2 separate regions of the Lactuca sativa genome follow, and region 2 is linked to region 1. A link is a contact called in public Hi-C data. All regions are on one chromosome and are shown on one strand. Each heading gives the region's core, a stretch centred on a gene start, on an enhancer-like site or on the middle of the called end of the contact. The rest is flanking DNA. Distances are from core to core; before and after follow the strand shown. Region 1 holds the start of LOC111907361 (protein NRT1/ PTR FAMILY 7.3). Region 2 holds the start of LOC111907360.

The links. Hi-C and Micro-C count contacts between places; a contact is called where the count stands out from the background.
Region 2: a Hi-C map of leaf shows a contact between it and region 1, with 4 times the contacts expected there. The contact joins the promoter of LOC111907360 here to the promoter of LOC111907361 in region 1. A contact is called at or near these places in 2 of 4 Hi-C or Micro-C datasets (both in leaf).

What each region holds. Positions count from the first base shown.
Region 1 is chr3:22,800,871-22,808,573 of Lsat_Salinas_v11, forward strand. It overlaps LOC111907361 (protein NRT1/ PTR FAMILY 7.3), which reads left to right and starts at 1,474. Exons shown (of 5, transcript XM_023903133.3): 1 at 1,474-1,626; 2 at 2,334-2,454; 3 at 5,405-5,622; 4 at 5,735-6,294; 5 at 6,374-7,659. The coding sequence starts at 1,600. The coding sequence ends at 7,244.
Region 2 is chr3:22,983,756-22,991,090 of Lsat_Salinas_v11, forward strand. LOC111907360 reads right to left here and starts at 3,267. Exons shown (of 4, transcript XM_023903132.3): 1 at 3,109-3,267; 2 at 2,194-2,349; 3 at 1,950-2,060; 4 at 1,292-1,853. The coding sequence starts at 2,310. The coding sequence ends at 1,620. LOC128132580 (a long non-coding RNA gene) reads left to right here and starts at 2,349. Exons shown (of 2, transcript XR_008230666.1): 1 at 2,349-2,966; 2 at 3,049-3,248.

The DNA.
Region 1 (7,703 bases), core at 224-2,723:
TGGTTCGGTTTTGGTTGATTATTCACCAATTCGGATAAATCGAATAACTCCAATAAGTCATTAGATTAATAGTTTCATATTATTTGTCAACTTTTATGTTGTGTATTTTTCACTATTTCAATATATTTAAAGTTATGAAGTCTAGATGATGTTTCATACGATCTACTCCCTTGTAATAACTTTTGTAAGTTTTTTTACGAACGAAACCTGTTAAGTTTTGATGGTGTTTAAGAATCAATATTATAAAAATGTTTGTAAAATATTATTCAGATTAACATGTAAGATGAACCGAATAACCTAAACCAAATATTTTATATAATTAAAGTTTGGACGTGTTTGACACAAAACGTTTAGGAGTATCTATCTTCTAACGTTTGACAAAACGCTCCGTTTTAAACAAAATGTCTCGTTTGACACTATAAACTTTTAGCGTTTAATTTAAACAAAACCACATAAATCTAAAAGTTATCTCACGCAGCGTTTAACAAAACATTACTAGCTACCCGCTAGCAGTTAGTTTTACCGAAACCGTCCTTAATCTTATTTGATTTAGTTACAATTAAATAATTAATTTAGAGATTTTGTAAACCGATTAAATCGACGACTCAATAAATCAAAATCTGATTAAACAAGCGAAATAATATTTGTAATCAAAATAATGGTGTTTTCAATAATAAAGGATAAAAAACGATAAAAAAGATTGCATCATCAATGGGAAAAAGCACCCAAATAGAAGGCCAAAAGGAAGCGATTTGAGAAAAAGGGGGCCCATTTATTTAGGTATTTTTAGTGCGACCACAATTGAAAACAACATTAACAAATTGATATAAATAAAATATCGTTTTTTTGAATAGAATAGTTAAAAATATCATTAAGCTTTATGTTTTGAAAACTTATAGTATAAAGAGAAAATTTTATGTATCACATTGTTATCCTATCATAATTCCACAAAATGCATTACTTGTTTAATCAAATAAAAATTAAATCATAGTCCACAACTACAAGGGTTGACAGTATGAACATGTTATTTTCATATTAACCATCAAATTAGTATTTAGGTCTTCATCTAACTACCATATAAACCTAATATAATTTTTTTTTCTACAAAACTCAAAAATTTCATGACTATAAAGTTGCATTTCTTACAAGGTATGATACCAAATGGAGACTTATACAAAAAAAAAAATCAAGATTGAGTTCTTCTCCCATTTTTTAAAAATAATTCGAATTTCCTCATATTCTTTGAGGATGAAAATAAAACACAAAGATGTTAAGTCGCTTTTAACATTGTCTAGACCATCGATAAGGCTAAAAAATATTTTTAATAATAATAATTAATAAATGCTAAAAATAGAAATTGTTACAACACTATAAAAAAAATATACGGAAAAACCATGTGGTTGATAGAGTTTGAAAAAGTTTTAATCGCATTGATCTGGACCGTTGAATGTAGTAAGACAAGGCCTATAAGACCACCTCCTTATTCTACTCTTGTTTTGTCCATCTTCCTCAGAGCCTCTTCAACAATTTGTCACTTACAATCTTCAAGCCTTTCTCTCTCTATCAAACACACACTTTCTCTCTCTAGCTTCAACAGAAATGGAGTCCATCAACATATCTAAGAAGGTGCTTGCTTCATCTCTCTCTCTCTCTCTCTCTCTCTCTCTCTCTCTCTCTCTCTCTCTCTCTCTCTCTCTCTATACCCTTCTATATCGCAAAAACTGTAATTATTTTTAGTTCTATATATATCGTTCAAGAAATGGAACATTCTTGTATTTTCTGATTTCATCAAGGGTAGTTTAGGTACTTTGTTCACTATAAAACATTTTTTCCTTAAACTATCTCTGTCAAACATTTATTTCCTAAGCAGTAAGCATACATTGCATCTCCTACCCGCAATAAACTTTTTGACAATGGTGTAATTAAAATTTTGCATTTCTTATCTGATGACTTGAATCGAGTCTTTCACTTAAGATCGATTAATTTGATTTTCCAGAAACTTTTTTGATTTGATAACTGAAGAGCCATGCATCAAGTGTCAAATGATTATGACACGTGCATTCACTTCGAGAAACTCAAAATAGATCGGATTTTTAAAAACACACGTCACATGCACACAGATTGCTGTAGGACATATTTTACTGAATGGATAGTTCTCGAGCACTCGTAAAATTAGTTGAAATCTTACTATAAACTTTTACCTTGGGATCTTTCACTGATCATTAGTATGACAGCCTTCAAGTTTTTAAACCCGAAGATAATTATTTTTTAGATTAAAAACATGCAATTAAATATTTTTTTAGAACTAATTAAGTTAACTAAACAAATGGCAGGTGAAGTGTATTAATGATGATGAAGAAGGGACAAGCACCCTGGATGGAACTGTAGATTTCCATGGCCGACCAGCTATCAAAGGAAAGACTGGACGTTGGACAGCTGGAACTATCATCCTCGGTAACCCACCTTAATTTTATTTTTTTCAATTATATCTATGATATGATAAAAAATAATAAAAAAAATGATTTGCTAAAAATAAACAATAAAGATAAGAACTTGATATCATACTTCGCTTATCTATATAGGTATAATATTTATTCAACTGTACATTGGATAAGTCAAGCTATCTATCTATGTGATGTGTATATATATACATCGATAAATTAATGTGTATGCATGTATGGGCGTAATTTTTAAGAATGTCTGCTAAATATACCAAAGAGAAGAAAATTTTATTGTATTAATCTCAACTTGTTGGATAACATATTAGTGTAAAATTTAAACTCGAGCTCCTACATTATTTTGAATAGGAAATTAATTATGATAGAATATATTCACTATGGTTGATACAAACATACTTTTGTTAAAACTATTAGTTATTGATCATTACATAAAATTAAATCAACAATCATATAAGTTCCTTATATATATAAAAATTAAATTTAATATGAAAGGTGTTGAAAACAAATTTATGAAGTTTGGAATGGTGGAGGTCTACTCTATCCTAAAAATTTTGATAGCTCTATGTGTGGATGTATTTTGATTTAATTATATTTATTGAGGAAAATTACATTTAATTCGATAACTAACGACATAAATATATTAGAAAATTGCGTGTAGAGAATCTTGAAAATGACAAAAAAGCGTACTTTTTGTTTAAAAATATGCAATTTTGTTGTATTAAAACATAACGTTTTTATGCAAAGTTCTTATGACATGATGATTCGAGAAGTTATATATAGTATTTCATCTAGAAAATACAATTTTTATAAGTTTTTTTAGTCAAATTATTAATTATATTAGTTCTAAATGAAACTGAAACTGTAAGAATTATCCTATATATATCCTTTTATTCATATAAAATAGTTATTGTTTCATATCGATTTTGTTTTTACTAAAAATATTTCGACTGTTCGAGTGGTCATATATTCAATTAAATCAACATCAGATCCAATGAGGTATGTCATGAAAGAGAGTCGACTGATGGTGAAAAAGTATTTACAACTGGCACTATGTTGATGTGGGGTTTGTAGACAAAAAAACTTTTGGTTTTGGGAATAGTTCCTTCCACACGACATTCTACAAAAATATATCCATACAAAATACACACACACACATATATATATATATATATATATATATATATATATATATATATATATATATATCATAACATTTCAATAACATGAAAGACTTGTATAGTTATTATAAAACATATATATATGATTGAAAAAGATGTTAAACATTTTTTATATCTTGTTTTTGTGTGTGATTGTGTGAATTTATATGGTCCGTCTTAGTTTTGGTTATTTTAGAAAGTTTTTGTAAGGGTAAAAATAATAAATATGGAGATAGATATAGTATGAGACGTGGGGGACACGCGATGGGTAAATCCTTGCATGACGCAAGCTGATTAGGCAACGTGGCAGGGTTACCAAAGTTTCGTGTGGTCATCATTCCAACTCCAACTCACGAGATGTATTTTTAGCAACTCCCGAGGCCCAACCTAAAACAAAGAGTGTAACATGGCCCATTTTTTTTTTTAACTCAACTCACTCTCCTACAGTTATTTTTGGAATATTCTTATTCAAATATTTTTAAGAAAAAAAAAATCTTAATTATATATTATAAGTTTATTATTAAATAAAAACTTAAGTTATCGAAAATCAAATTATCTAGGACGAAACTATTTTAATTAATTTATATGTCTATCAAACAAAAGAACCACTTCCATACTTATCTTTTTTTTTCGGAAATTGCAAAATGATCATGTTTGTCTCTTTTTATTTTTATTATTTTTTCTTTTTCTTTATAATAAAGTAATAAGCAGTAAAGGGACTAAAATCAAGAACACATGATGACAAATTTTATGTTGACAAATTTTGTCACTTGTTTGTCGTGTGCTACGTGTAAGCTTTTAGATCAAGTACATGTATCTTCTGTGGACTAGGAATGAACATCTTTTGGATCTGGTCAGGTTTGGTTTTCGGGTATTTTATGTTTAGTAACTAAAATTAAAAAATTAAAAGAATAATTTGAATCAATTAATACTTATTAAGTAATATATAATTTAATAAAAAATATATTTATGCTGATTTTTTATTTTTATTTATTTATTTATTTATTTTTTTGCTTATAAACATGAGAAACGAGAGTTTTCTACTTTTATAAAATATAAAAATCTAATGTTCAGTTTGTCAAAATGGTTCCGTTTTTTCAGTAACTTTTTGTTTTAAGTTTGATGTTGCAGTTTTTGCTCACTTATAAAATGTACCATCATACCATAGACAAAGTCGCTTAAAATATTCAACTCAATGTTTGCTAAACGTGACTATCTATTAACAACTTACTGTAATTGGAATTAAATATTCATACCTTCTAGTCATATCAACTACATCTTAATCATCTATAGGGGTCCCAATTCATTAATTGTGATCATTATTAGTATATTACAAATCACTCGGTTGCTTAGCCAAAAGAAATTATTGCACATTAAGTAGAAAACGATGCCTAATTGTCATCGTGTAAAGGGATTGATGTTGCTTTGCCCAAATAAATACATGATATAATACTACATAACACACTACTTAAAATCAATTACCTACGTACACCACACACTTCTCAATACAAATACATCATAATATATTATTAGACACTCTTATTGAATCCGACACGTGAAAGCTTGCTTGTACAAATACACCAACAATACATGTGTATTTTCAAACACTTGCACAATTCCACGTATATAACTAACCTAATAAGTTGAATTCATTGAATACCAAAGATGATCACGTCTTTTGTTATTTCATTTTCAAGATTTATTGATTTGTCCTTTTGGGTCAATTTAAAAGCAAAATTTGTCTTTTTTGTGACCTAACTTTATACATGGTGTAATTTTTTTTAACAGTGAATCAAGGGCTCGTGACTTTAGCCTTTTTTGGAGTTGGGGTGAACTTGGTGTTGTATCTAACCAGGGTCCTACAACAAGGCAATGCTGAGGCTGCAAACAATGTTAGCAAATGGACCGGAACTGTTTATATTTTCTCACTTGTTGGTGCCTTTCTCAGTGACTCTTACTGGGGTAGATACAAAACTTGTGCCATTTTTCAAGCCATCTTTGTCTTAGTAAGTTCATTTACATTACCCTCATTTTGTAAGCCTATACCTTTACATATACTTCTACCATGTATCCTGTGACTGACTATAACTGTAACTGATACTGTGATTGTGAATGTAGGGATTAGGAGGGCTATCAGTGGCATCAAGCATGTTCTTAATAACCCCTAAAGGATGTGGAGACCGGACAACTTTATGCATTAAGCACTCGAATTGGGAGATAGGGTTGTTTTATATCTCAATTTACATGGTTGCCTTGGGGTATGGAGGGTACCAACCAAATATCGCGACATTTGGAGCCGATCAGTTTGATGAAGAGGATATGAAAGAGGGACACTCAAAAGTAGCTTTTTTCAGCTACTTTTATCTTGCGCTTAACCTTGGTTCCCTTTTTTCGAATACGATTTTGAGTTATTTTGAGGATGAAGGTATGTGGACCCTAGGGTTTTGGCTATCGACTGGGTCAGCATTTATGGGACTTGTCTTGTTTCTTGGGGGTACCATAAGGTACAGACACTTCAAGCCAAGTGGAAACCCTTTAAACAGATTTTGTCAAGTGTTTGTTGCTGCATCAAAGAAGTGGAAGGTTAAATTGCCACAAGGTGAAGAGGCTTTGTTTGAAGATGAAAGGGAAAGTTCTCCAAGTACTGGGAGGAAGATACTTCATACCCATGAATTCAAGTAAGCATTATATTACATTATCATATTTCTAAATGTAAATGAATACAAGATGTTGATATTGGTATATTTGTTTGTTTAGGTTTTTGGATAAAGCGGCATTCATTACCTCGAAGGATTTTAAAGACCCGAAACAAGGAACCTACAATGCATGGACTTTATGCCCGATTTCACAGGTGGAAGAGGTGAAATGCATACTAAGATTACTTCCCATTTGGCTATGCACGATAATCTACTCGGTTGTTTTCACACAAATGGCGTCTCTATTTGTTGAGCAAGGTGCAGCCATGAGAAGTACAATCTCAGGCTTCCAAATTCCTGCATCCAGTATGTCTAGTTTTGACATTCTAAGTGTTGCACTTTTCATTTTCCTTTACCGAAGAGTTCTTGGACCTCTGGTGCTTATGTTCAAGAAGAAAGATTCTAAAGGGTTGACTGAGCTTCAAAGAATGGGAATCGGACTTATCATTGCAATTCTATCAATGGTTTCAGCTGGAATAGTGGAGTGTTACAGACTAAAGTATGCAAATCAAGATTGCACTCATTGTGATGCGTCTAGCTCCTTGAGTATATTTTGGCAGGTACCTCAATACGCGTTTGTTGGAGCTTCTGAGGTTTTTATGTATGTAGGTCAACTGGAGTTTTTCAATGCACAAGCACCTGATGCTTTGAAGAGCTTTGGAAGTGCTCTATGTATGACATCGATTTCACTTGGGAATTATGTTAGTAGCTTCATTGTGACTATAGTGATGAAGATATCAACAGAAGATGATATGCCAGGGTGGATTCCAGGGAATCTGAATCGGGGTCATTTAGACAGGTTTTTCTTCCTACTAGCATGCTTAACAGCTGTAGATCTAGCAGTCTACATTGTGTTTGCTAAATGGTACAAGAGTATTAAGCTTGAAGGAAAGAATGGAGAAGGTAATGACACTGATGACTTTGAAGTTTGAAATGTAAATGAGTAATGAAGATGGCGAAGTTCAACAGTTTGTGATGATATGATATGATCCCAAATATATATATAAATAAAACATGGGATGGGGTTGCTGAAGGTGAAATCACTCTGTAAACACTTTTATTCTGGAAAAATTAAGTTTGCAGTTGGCTTAAGGCAGAAATGAAACCCTTGTTCCCATATTCACGTACATCTAATCTGCTTTAGCAATTCAGGTTTAGGAGCTAAGGAAGTTGATTTGTTAAGGTGTGAGTATATTTACTTTCAGGTCCATGAGCGCATGATCTTGCCTTTAGTGGTTCATTCTGTTGTACAACGAGACACTGATTTAACATGTCTTTTTTGTCATTTGAGTTGTTTTCTGTATTATGTAACAAAAATTTATGTCTATGTGAGCTCTGTTTAATCAAGTTTCATTATGTTCTTACTGAATTATGATGAAACCATAAAAAAA
Region 2 (7,335 bases), core at 2,017-4,516, 180 kb after region 1:
TAACAAAAAGACATAAATCAAGAAAGCCAACAAAACAGCCTTTTCATTGTTATCTTAAAATTCGAACCAGTTAAACAACAAAAGCCTCTAATTTTAGCAATCTTCGAATCATTTGAAAATCAATGGATGATGAAACCTAGAAATCAGAAATCGAAATCTCATTTCTGAGAAGAAGATTAATGAAGCAGGTGATATTTGAAAGCTATCTTGGTGCTCGCAGGCCATCGGTTCTTCGTCAACACTTTCTTCAAATGTTCCCAACGACAAAGCGAGTGGGAGAGAGAGAGAGAGAGAGAGAGAGAGATGATGATGGTTGTTTCTGATCTATGCTTTGTTTTTTAAACCCAATGATACCTGTTTCAGAGAAATACGATGGCTTTGGAGTATAGATTGACGCTCGATGGTAGCTTTAGAGAGGTTTCCGACACAGTACAGAGATAGAGAGGTGGTGGTGAATGTTGACAGCAGGTGGCGGCTTTAAAGTGCATATCAGCGCTCGGTGGTTGCTTTAGAGAAGTTTATGGCGGAAAAGAGGTGTGATGGAGGATGTCGACGTTCGATGGTCAATGGTGGCTTTAGAGAGGTTTATGCGGCGAAGTACAAAGGTGGTGGCGCATGGTTGACAGTCAATGGTGGCTTTAAGAAGTTTTCAGCGGCAGTGTATTTCTTATTTAAAATCTTTTTCCTAATCAGATAATAAAAGAAATAGGAAATGGTATAAATGTCATTTCAAATATCGTAGAGACTAGATCCAAAACAAAACCAAGCCACATAATGGTTTGATTAAAAAAAACAGGGATCAAACATGTTGATTGCCCCAAATCTCATGGACCATTCATGTAATTTATTCATTCTAATAAGATTGTGAGGTTCTTCCCTACCTTATTAGGAACTTTTTAGGACTAGTTGTTTTGGTTTGTGGGCGAATGTCCCGAGCACCAGTGGAGACATGTTCCTTGTCAATCGTGTGGTGGTGCATCAATCCTAGTATGCTATGCACCCCTTCTTCCAAGACCAAGGCTATTCAAAACATGAAATTGAAAAATGAACCTCAAACCCTACTAGGCTACTAGTCTTTAGTTCTGGTAAAAGGAATCTTTTTCTATTTTATTTCATTTTACTTTTCGGTTTAGTTAAACGTCTAACCGGTTAAAATCTTAGTTTTTGGTTTTGATACGGTTCACATTTTTCCCATAGACAGATAACAGAAACACCAAAAACACTTTTTGGCATAATTTAGCATCTTAAAAACACCTATGTTAGTTAGTCTAGTAACATTGTAACAACACTCTACGCCTAAAAACCATCTTTTATTACAACAATCCTTCAAAAACTCAATGAAAAATCCTCTTTCTCCAAAATAGAGGACTAGACAACAAAACCATCATCTAAAACATCTTAATCAACACAACTTCTAAAACATCTAGGTTTAGGAAAAAACGGATTTTACCCCAACAGATGCCCCAAATCTTCTCCAATTGCTGGAAAGTTCATTCATAACAACAATTTCTTGAAATTGTATTCTCACCATCTTATATATTATATGTAGATATAAAAATCATCAGTGCATAATTTCTTGTAAACACATACCAAGATCACTTTTGATGATTGTTGTTTTATCATCCTGCTTGAGCTTTGGTGATGTTAGTGGAATCATTGTCTGGAGTCTCTTGTTTTGTCTCAGAAATTTTGAGATTTGCATTTTTGTGGGCTTCTTCTTGATCTAGAAAAGCCTGTGCTTTCATGGTTTGCATCATCTGCTTCATTGTCTTCTCCTCCTCTTTCAGCTGCATTTCAACTATCATTTCCGCTTGCTTATCAACTGGTGAGAAGTATTCATTAATGGCAGCCTCCTGCAGTTAATCACCCAACTCTTCAAACATAACTCCCAAATATTTTCATCAAAAGTAGGATGATAATATCATAAGATATTTTGTTATAAAACCTACCGTGTCCTCTAACTGCTTGTTTACAGCTTTCATCTCCTCCACCATTTGTCTAACCTCAGATAAAATAAGCTGTTCAGGGATCTTTCTAATCTCTGCTTTCTTCCGTTCTGCCTACAGGAATGAATACAAGGAAAAAGATGAAACACAGAAACTAAATCACACTAATCACCAACAAGATATCACTTTGTTATCATTAAAATCTATGAACTTGAAAAGATTTCAAAAAAGACTGTGAAGTGCTTACCTCAATAATACGTTTTTCAAGATCCAATCGATAAGATCTGATACGGCGTTCTTCATAACCTGATAAAACCCTAACGTAGAACATAGCTTTCTTCCCAAAATCAATTAACTTATTCATCGTTTTGCAATGCCACTTGAGTTTATCAGCTTGATGACACTAAAACCATCAATACATATCAGTTTGTTATCATAAAAATCTGTTAACTTGCAGTATTTTTTTACAAAGGATTTCTTGACCCACTATATACCTAATAAAGTAATAGTTAGTGATGATATTAGCTTAAACTAAATCCAACTACTGTCCATTTTCATCGTTTCTTTGTATGATTCTTTTATGATCAGCTTTTCTTTGAAAGATATTCTTTCTATCAATCATGTTGGACTCTTACCTAGGTTGTTTATGTTGGGTATATCATAATTCACTTTCTCCTTGGTGAGGAAGCTGACTCCTAACATAAGAAGATTTTCAGGTGTAGTGACAGAGTGCATTCATCGTGTAAAACTGGAGACTAATCTGGATACCTAATTTATTTATCATCTGGAAACCTCAATAACCAAGTACGAAAAAATATAAAGATAAGCATAGTGACAGATTGCATCTTGTAACGGGAAACTCGTGAAATTAAAGGGAGGTTTTGGTTTTAAACAGCAGCGGGGAAAAACAGGTCGTATGCGATAATTGACGATTCATACAAGCAATCAACGCCAAAACCATTACTCGTGGCACCAGGAGGGCATCGACTGTGCGTATCTGTGTGTGTGTGTTGTGTACAGGTGCGTAATTATAACCCTAAATCATGTTTTTCAATCATTATTCACCGATTCTTCAAATGATTTTCGACTTCAGTTTTTATAGTTTATGCATTCAATTGTTTCGTACGAAGGATTTACAAATTACGAAAATTGGAGGATCTACCTGACAAGAAGATCGAGAGACAGCGAGAGAGAAATCAGCAGCAGTAGTTCGTCGAGGCTCGAGGGTGAGACCAGATGCAGTGATATCAGTTCGTAGTTGCGTCGAGGTGACCGGTGAGAGTAGCGATAGAGAAGTCGATGGGGTTAAATGGGTATTGTATAACTAAATTAAAGGGAGTAATATATATTAATCATATATCATTCAATATATCATTCAGACAAAAACCGCACCCTAAATAAAATTAAACAAAAACCGCACCGCAATTAAAATTAACCGTAAAAATCGTATAAACCGCAACCGCAATAAAAACCGATAAACCGCACTACATATATTATATACAATTTTTTATTAATTATTAATATATTAAATATTAAAAATAAGACAAGTTTCATGGATGAAAGAATGATAAAATTCTAGAAGACAAAAGTGTTAATTTTTTTGTATGTTTAACTTTGGAAAATGGTGAAATTTGACAATTTTAAGGTATTTATTGTTAATTACTAGTTATTTAAAATTTTTAAGATATTAGTCGTTTGTAATTTAAGTTAATTGTTTTATACCTTGTGGTTTTTTATTATTACAAGTAATATGTTAAAATCTTAAAACTGTTTGAACTCTAAAGTGCGGTTAAAAACCACACAGCATAACCGCACCAAATCCATGTGGTTAATAACCGAAACACACAAAAACAAAACTGCACCGCAAAAATAACCGCCTAACCACAACGCAAAAATAATCGCACCAAACGGTTTTGAAAATGGATTAACCGCATTTGCGGTTAGTGGTGAGATTTTTGCCAATAAACGCATCGCACTCACTCCTACTATAAAGAAGGATTTGTTATTTCAGTATATTCATTTGAAATTTTCATGCATTTTTTTTCACCACATTCATTTGAAACTTCAATGATTTTTAATTTATTTTTAATAATAATTATAAGTTGGTTAATAAGGTTAAATAAATATCAAACCTAAAGTGTAATCATAAATAAACTAAATTTCAATTTTAAAACAATATATTTACTTCTACTTATAAAGTTATGTTTTTAACTTTTAACATATTATACTTAATTTATTAGATTTAAAATATTGTTGTATGTAAATCTTTATCAGTTTAAAGCTACAACTTTGAACAGTTTGGACAAAATATTTAAATTGTTAATTTAAATATAACATTATAGTGTCAAATTAAATATAAATTTTAGTTTAACTTAAACAACCTAAAGAATATTTTGTAAATAATTAAAAGTGATAAATTATAGTGTCTTTCTAATAATGATTATAAGTTGGTTAATAAGGTTAAATAAATATCAAACCTAAAGTGTAATCATAAATAAACTAAATTTCAATTTTAAAATAATATATTTGCTTCTACTTATAACTTATAAAGTTATGTCTTTAACTTTTAACATATTATACTTAACTTATTATATTTAAAATGTTATTGTATGTAAACAATTATCAGTTTAAAGCTATAACTTTTGAACAGTTTGGACAAAATACTTAAATTGTTAATTTAAATATAATATTACAGTGTCAACTTAAATATAAATTTTAGTTCCACTTAAAAAAACAAATAGTATTTTGTAAATAGTTAAAAGTGATAAAATTTAGTGATAAATACAAAAACTAAATTGTAATTAACTAAAATATTTCCTAAAGATATTTTTATAATTGTTAAAAATTTTCAAATAAGCAACTTAAAATAAATTATAATAACAATAGTTAAAAATAACTCTATATAAATGATTATATTGTTAGCTTTAAAATCAAAAAACAATGTTTGATGTTTTAAATAATTATAATGATATAAATTAAAACATTAAGCAAATAAATTTTAAAAGATTAATTAACAATAACAAAAACTATAAAAACATTAAACCATATATTATATTTAATTTTATTAATGTGTAACTCGCGGATAGAAGTCATTCAAGCAATTAAGATTATTTAATTATAATAGTTATAATAGATGTATATATTATCATTAATTCAAAATAATCATTATATTATATCAATTTAGTATATATGAATTATTATATCAAATTTACCAACAACGTTATTGCTATATTTAAAAAACATATATTTGTAAAGACTTTAACTATATAGGTGTTTCTACGCAACACGTGGGCATTCGCCTAGAATATGATATATGTATATATATATATATATATATATATATATATATATATATATATATATATATATATATATATAGGTGATCATATTATATTTAATTTTATTCATGTATAACTCACGGATAGATGTCATTCAAACGATTGAGATTATGCAGTTATAATAGATGTATATATTATAATATAATTCAAGATAATCAATAAATTATATCGATTTAGTATATAAATTATTATATAAAATTTAACAACAACGTTATTGTTATATTTTAAAAAAAAAAACATATATTTGTAAAGACTTCAACTATATAGGTGTTTATATGCAACACGCGGGCATTCGCCTAATAAAATAATAAGACAAGAAAAAAAATTACTATTACTATCTGTCGAATACAAATGATTAATATATTAATGTAATCACCACATTCTCATGAAGTAGTAGCTTACCCTGGGCGGTGAGGTTAGTTGTAGGTTAGTTGTTTATCAGGGTTAATTTTCACCGTTTTTTACTATCTTTCTCATCGATTGTGCTTCATCTATATCTCATCGGCTTCTTCTTTTCTAGAATGTACTCCATTGGATCTTCATAAAACAATTGACTCTCTCCTTTTCTACCACTTTGTTGCTCCACTCAAGAAACGATTATTTTCGATGTCATTGGTTCTTCTCGGCGGAATCGAACCATCAACTTCACCCGAGAAATTTGTGTGTGTTCTGGTGTCTCTGTTCGTCATTCACAGAACCACAACCATAACAGCACAAGTGGTGGTGCTCAACACCAGCGCTGCTAATCGCCGGACAGTACATCGGCGGTGTTCTACCTTGTGACTTCACTCTTGCACTCGGTATTTTGAAGGCGTATTATGGGCTTTTTACCCATCATCGCTGAAGACCCTCGCTTTCGATGGACCGCCATTAACAAGAACTGCTCAATCGATGGTAATTATGATTTCTTCAATATGTTATGAAGACTCACTTCAAGGAGAAGGTATGTTCAAAGTTTTTTGTTAGCTTTTCTAGTTTTTTTTTTCAATATCTATTGAAAATGAAAATGCAATGCCGTAACCTATGCCTTCATCTTAATTCTCAGGTGGGGTATCAGTTTAACCCTATGTTTGATGATAGGGATTTTTTTCTTTAAGATTGAATGTTATCAAAACATGTTTGCGTGAATAAGGGACCTCAAAACATCAAAACATCAAAAACAAACAACTCAAAACTTCTGGAGTAGCATTTACTCTCAAGAATCAACTCATGGGACAAAAAAGCACAAAAAACCCACTCATAAGCAAGATATAATAAATGAGCCATCAAGATTAAAACTTTATACCTTCACAGGCTAGATCAAGGTGAACAAGGTCTGGATCTATAAGCTCCAAGACAACCAACACTTCTCCAAAGGGTTCTTCTTCTCCCAAATGCACCAAAAAACAACCAAAATATCTTAAAGGCTCAATAATCTTTCAAAGGAGGCTAGGGTTTCAAGTTTAGGGTTAGAGAGGATAAAGGCTAAAGATAAGAAGGGTTGGAAATGAGTTAAGGACTTTAAATAGGGTCCAAGACCCAAAATTAGGGTTTGAGTATGGTTCAAGTATGCCCAACATAGTCCTGGTACGCCTAACGTACCAGGCTGGTCATCCGTGATCACTCATGCCCAGTAAGTCCAGCGTACACCCTGTACATCCAACATATTTGGCTTAACCCAAAATTTTCGTAACTTCTAATGGCCATTACTTCCGCATTCCAAATTCATTTTCGACGTTCTTTATAAGCTCGAAAAGGTAATGAGAAGCACTACACTCCTGTCAACTCTCCTTTGCCTTAAAACTTTCCGAACTTAAATCCTTAATTTAAGAAAGTCCTGAACCATCACTTTTACCATTATACATGTGAGCTCAAAAGCACAAACCGAACTATTGGATTACAGAATCTACATTATCCATATCCAAATGGGTCCAAACATATCTTTCCCAAAACCTGAAGCCTTATAACAATTGATCTTCAGGTCATGGCCCCGAATTAAGAAATGACTCGAAACAAGGTGTTACAAACATCCCTAAACTTATTGTATACACTATAAGTGTACAATCGTATAG